2 separate regions of the Sus scrofa genome follow, and region 2 is linked to region 1. Evidence: chromatin contacts called from public Hi-C data. All regions are on one chromosome and are shown on one strand. The core of a region is the stretch at or near the end of the contact, and the rest is flanking DNA. Distances in the headings are between cores, read along the strand shown. Region 1 holds the start of LOC110255430. Region 2 holds the start of PPP2R1B (serine/threonine-protein phosphatase 2A 65 kDa regulatory subunit A beta isoform).

What was found. A called contact is a pair of places that touch in the nucleus more often than the background predicts.
Region 2: a Hi-C map of embryonic fibroblasts shows a contact between it and region 1, with 11 times the contacts expected there. The contact joins the promoter of PPP2R1B here to the promoter of LOC110255430 in region 1. A contact is called at or near these places in 4 of 47 Hi-C or Micro-C datasets (embryonic fibroblasts, retroperitoneal adipose tissue and subcutaneous adipose tissue).

Annotation. Positions count from the first base shown.
Region 1 is chr9:39,221,076-39,223,775 of Sscrofa11.1, reverse strand. It overlaps LOC110255430, which reads right to left and starts at 1,405. Exons shown (of 19, transcript XM_021062764.1): 1 at 876-1,405; 2 at 152-277. The coding sequence starts at 1,067. LOC110255557 reads right to left here. Exons shown (of 7, transcript XM_021063947.1): 7 at 1,715-2,159. The coding sequence ends at 1,977.
Region 2 is chr9:39,516,092-39,518,791 of Sscrofa11.1, reverse strand. PPP2R1B (serine/threonine-protein phosphatase 2A 65 kDa regulatory subunit A beta isoform) reads left to right here and starts at 1,287. Exons shown (of 17, transcript XM_005667316.3): 1 at 1,287-1,454; 2 at 2,293-2,383. The coding sequence starts at 1,341.

The DNA.
Region 1 (2,700 bases), core at 156-2,655:
CGTGGCGGCAGTGGCAGAGGGGGCGGAAGGGGTGGGGCTAAAACCCCCGGGGCCCTGGAGATCGAACCGATGATGTGGGGGCACCCACAGTGAGGGAGGAAGAGCCGTATGTGGCCCCAGGGACCAGATGGAAAGCGCGAACACAGCCAACCTGTCGCCGCTCCCCCTGGGGGCTCTCCAGAAGCTGGCCGTTGGAGGCTGGGATGCGACGCTCAGCTCCCCACAGCTGCTGGAGGGCCTGGGCTTGGTTCGCAAGTTTGAGGCAGAGGACTTTGAGCTGCAAGAGGGCGTCCAGCCTCATTCGCGGCAGTGGTTGCAGCGCCCCCTGCTGCCAGTTTGTGGAGGGACCCCAGAGGACCAAGTGCCCTCACACTAGGACTAGTCCCAGAGGGCAGGACCCAGCTTGCATCGTCCTACTGGGGAACCTCCGATCCAGCTTAGAAACTTGGATTTCAGGTGTGCTCTTTTTGCTCCCAAGAGCTACTGCATTTGGGAGCTCTTTTTGCTCCCAAATGCACCTACTGGCCTGCATTTGCTCACCCAGATGGGTCACCGGATCAGGAGCGGGGGTTGGGGGGCAAGGAGACGGGGGAAGGGAGGAGGGGAGAAGAAGGGGGGTAGGGGGGGAAGGGGGGGTCTTAGATGCCTGAGGCGGCTTGGATAGATTCCCACCAGTGATCTGAGTCCCTAGGTCTCAAAAAAATCGGTCCTAAATTTAATCTGAAATCTTCTATCTCCCGTCCTAAAAGATATATTTTTTTTCTGGTTCATTATGGATACACTGAGGGTTTCTTTAAGCCCTAAGTCCCCTCACCAACTTTCCCCGAGGCAAATTCGCTTCTGGCCCTTCTGGCTTCCCCAGCTTCTCCACTCACCTCCTCCTTGGTCTGGCCGAGTTTGGTTGTCACCGACAGAGACTGCTTGAGCAGAATCCCAAAGAAGGTTTCTGTGTCAAAGCCCTCCAGGTCCACCTGCTCATCAGCCTCCCAGCTCCCCCCTGTGGGGGGTGGGGAAGCAGGGTTACCCCCCTGAAATGCAAATACGAGTTTCCCTACGGTTCCCCACATATCATCCTCCTCAGGTCCTCACAGTCTGGCTACTGAAAGTGTGGGCTTTGGAAGAGCAGCATTGGCTTTGCCAAAGAACTTGCTAGAAATGCAAAATTCCAGGTCCCACCTATTGTGGCAGAAGATTCCCCAGGTAGTTCACAATCACCTTGAAGGCTGAGAAGAACAAACTGCCACTCTCTGAGGCCCACACTTTAGGTAGCAAGGGTAGAAGGTGAAACCCTTCAGGGTGACACATAAGGCCTCCTCTGGAAGAACCGGTCGTTTCCTAACTTTTTTACAGCCACACTTGAAGCATATGGAAATTCCTGGACCAGGGATTGAGTTTGAGCTGCAGCTGTGACCTATGCCACAGCTGCAGCAACGCTGGACCCTTTAACTCACTGTGCAGGGCTGAGGATTGAAGCTACACCTCCACAGCAACCTGAGCTGCTGCCGTCGGATTCTTTTTGTGTGTGTGTGTCTTTTTAGGGCTGCACCTGCGGCATGGAGGTTCCCAGGCCAAGGGTTGAATCAGAGCTGCAGCTGACGGCCTATACCACAGCTCACAGCAACACCAAATCCTTGACCACTGAGCGAGGCCAGGGATTGAAGCTGGGTCCTCATGGATGCTAGTCAGATTGGTTTCTGCTGAGCCAGGACAGGAACTCTATGCTGCCGTTAAATTCTTAACCCACTGTGTTACAACAGGAAAGTTTGTATTTAGATGTCTCTGTCTTATTCTATGCTGTGTGCTCCTAGAATCTGGCCATGTCTGGCACACAGTGGCTACTCAATCAACATTTACTGAGTGAATGAATGAGTGAGTGAAGAGAAGTGGAATAATAATTCATCTAAGAGGATGAGCAAGGAAGCTTGAGCTGGCCAGTTGGATTTGGGGGCACCTCTGAGATTCCAGCCCAAAGCCCGTCACTCACCATGACCTCCCTTAACCCTGAGGGTGTCTGAGTCTTGGTGTGGTCGGCCTCTCCTAATGGATGTTATCTGAGTGCTTGGGGAGGCGTAGGCGTCTAGGTTGTAGCCCTGCTGATGCTTCCTGAAGGTGGGTTGGGGAGCCGCCTTCCGGGCCCAGCTCAGGCTGTGACACTGAATCTGCAAGGTGCGTCGTGAGCAATGTGAAGGAAAGGGGAGACTGATGGAGAAACACCCTTTCTGAAGACTCTGAGAGGAGGACGCGCCCTGCTCCTAGCTGGGTTAGGGAGCGCCTCATCGTCTCTTGTTTGGACCATTCTCACAGCCTCTCTGGAGCTTTCACCTTTCCAATCCATCTCTGTCTTCCACCTTATTGCTAGAGTAAACATAAACATCTTACCAAGTTTTCTCCCTTGCTCAAAATTCTCTCTCTCTCTCTCTCTTTTTTAAGGTCCGCACCCAGGGCATATGGAGTTCCCAGGCGAGGGGTCGAATCGGAGCTGCAGCTGCTGGCTACATCACAGCCACAGCAATGTGGGACCTGAGCTGCCTCTGCGACCTACACCACAGCTCACAGCAATGCCGGATTCTCGACCCACTGGTGAGGCCAGTGCTCCAACTGGTTAGATTCATTTCTGCTGCACTACAACAGGAACTCCTCTTTTGCTCAAAATTCTTAATTGATTCCTGCTGCCCAGAGGATCAAGTCCAAACTGCTTTG
Region 2 (2,700 bases), core at 38-2,537, 300 kb before region 1:
GTAGTTACTGAAATCACGTGGCAACACTGGGTTGTAAAGTAGTTATCCAAAGAATCCAGACCAGTTATGCGAATCTAAAAATAATTATCAAAATGAAAACAAAATTAAAACCCTAGAAAATACATCCCCAAACCTAATTTGATAATTATTGTTCCGATATCTGTTCGTTCCCAAACTTTCACTACCATCAAAAGCCTGTCTACTGTGTTTCCTTCCACCAACCCCATATTTAAAAAAAAAGGTCTCCTCAATTACATTTATTGATAATTTTAGTTTTTTAATTAAACACATAGAAATACCATTTCAGCTTATGATCACCATAGGTAGCTAGACTCTAAGCTGCTTAAATTATTGTCCAAAACAAAAAAAGACAGGAACATTCTAGTTATTCCATGCTGCCAGAACAAGGGTAAATGGAAACTTCCCGCTGTTTTGTAAGAACTCCCATATCCTCACCTCCTCCCACTGCTGCCTTTGAGGACTCTTGGAGTTCTAGAGAGGTCAATTTAGCCTCTCTTGTTCAAGCAAAGTAGCCAGTCCACCCAATATGGAAGGATTAAAGCTTGTCCTAGTTTTGCTTGATTGTTGTACTTCTAGCATGCTAAAGACCTAAAAAATGGGAGGAAGAAAATACAACAGAAGGCACCATTCCAGTACCAAACTGAAAAGAAACACAAAAACAAGAGAGCAGCATGTTTTCAACAGCTTGCATGGAGAAAGTGGAAAAAATATTGACTGGGGAGTTTGGATAGCACTGTTCATTTTCTCTCACCGCCCGCGTTATTTGTCTTACGGAGCAGGAGCCAGATACAATTCTGGCTCACAGGCCAAAGGAAGAGGTGGAGGGGTTTTGTGGAAGCTTGAGGATAGTGGGGAAATTAGGGCTGGAGACTCAAGTGGCTCGGGGCCAGGATGAAGTCAGGGGAGGCGCCAAATATTTCTTCCTCCTGGATTTGGGCATCCTCTTTGGTCCGCCTTAGTCCCAAGAGGGCACAGCACAGATCACGTTGGTAGGTCCCTGACGCCTTCAGACCACTGCGAGCAGGATGAATCCCTGCCCCTGTTTCTTTCGACTGCGGAAAGGACACGGGGGCCCCTTTCGCTTTCTCAGCCCACCTATCTTCTGGAATTCAGGCATACGGCTCCAGCCACGGGGGCCAGGATGGAGCCTCCACCAGCCCAGGTGGAACTCAGTTGCCCCACCTGGGCGGAGCTGGAGCTCGGGCCTTAGCCCCGCCTCTCCGGGCGCAGGGCGGGGCCTGGTTGCGGGGCGGGCCCTTGTCGCGGGGCGGGGCTTGGGCGCGAAGCGGGCGGCGGCGACCAGCCGGAGGAGAAAGAACATGGCGGGCGCGGCGGCCCCCGGGACCGGCCCGGTGGCCGCGGGTGGAGATGGAGACGATTCACTATACCCGATCGCTGTTTTAATCGACGAGCTCCGCAATGAGGACGTGCAGGTACTCGAGTCGGGCCGGGGAGCGGACGTGGGCCCGGCCGGGCGCGGGGTAGGGAAGGGGTAAGGCAGGCCCTGTGGTTGGGGAGGCCCGGGATTGAAAGCTGGGACTCGGCGCAGAAACTTGACGGGGAGGAGGAGAAAGATCCCTGAGGGGCTCTTGTGGCTCGACCCGACGGGCTGGGAATCTCTCCAGCACCTTTTCCCGACCCGCCGAGGCGTCGGCCCGGCGTCGCACCCGGTTGGGAGCGGTTGTGGGAGGACCGGCTTCTCGCCGGGGCGCCCCTTCCGGGCCGGGCGCTGGGAACGCCGCATCCAGCCCCGGGGCCGGCTGGCCCTGTAGCCGAGCGAGTGGGAGGAGGGAGGCGCGGGGTGCGAGGGGCCTCAGCGGGCTGCAGGGATGCCAAGGCGTCCTGATAAGTGCAGCTGAATGTATGACTTTCTTGGGGCTTGCTGGAAACCGGCTGGGCGTGTAGGGTAGAGATTAGGTGGGATCGCTAACTAACTAAAGGAGGCGATGTGTCAACTCAGGTGGAACTTTTCTTTGAAAAGGCAGGGGTTGTACTCAACCGTTTCACCTGCTTCATTACTGCCGAAGTTCTTTGTAAAATCGTCTCACTTTTCTGGATATTGTGTTTTCTTTTATTCTTTAATGGGCCTCACAGAGTGTTTCTTCTGAGAAGTTGTCCTTTGCCTAATGAAGGCTTGTTCCACTGTTTTGAGGTTCTTAGAATAAAAACCTAAATTGAAGTCTTCATTCTCACCTGTATGTCATAACTCACCTGTTTGCAATTATTGTCTTTTGCTCAATATCACACCTGCTTCTCCTTTCTTTTTTAAAGCTCCGTCTCAACAGTATTAAGAAATTATCAACAATTGCTCTAGCACTTGGAGTAGAAAGAACGCGAACTGAACTGCTGCCATTCCTTACAGGTATGTGACTCTTTGAAGAAAGGCATGGGCATTTCTATTTTCTAGTGGCTTTCAAAACTTTCACTTTTTTTTTTTGTCTTTTGTCTTTTTAGGGATGCACCCGTGGCACATGGAGGTTCCCAGACTAGGGGTCTATTCGGAGCTGTAGCTGCCAGCCTATACCACAGCAATGCCAGATCCCAGCCACATCTGCAGTCTGCACCACAGCTCGCAGCAAAGCCAGATCCTTAACCCGCTGAGCCAGGCCAGGGATCGAACTTGCAGCATCATGGTTCCTAGTCGGATTCGTTTCCCCTGTGCCATGATGGGAACTCCAA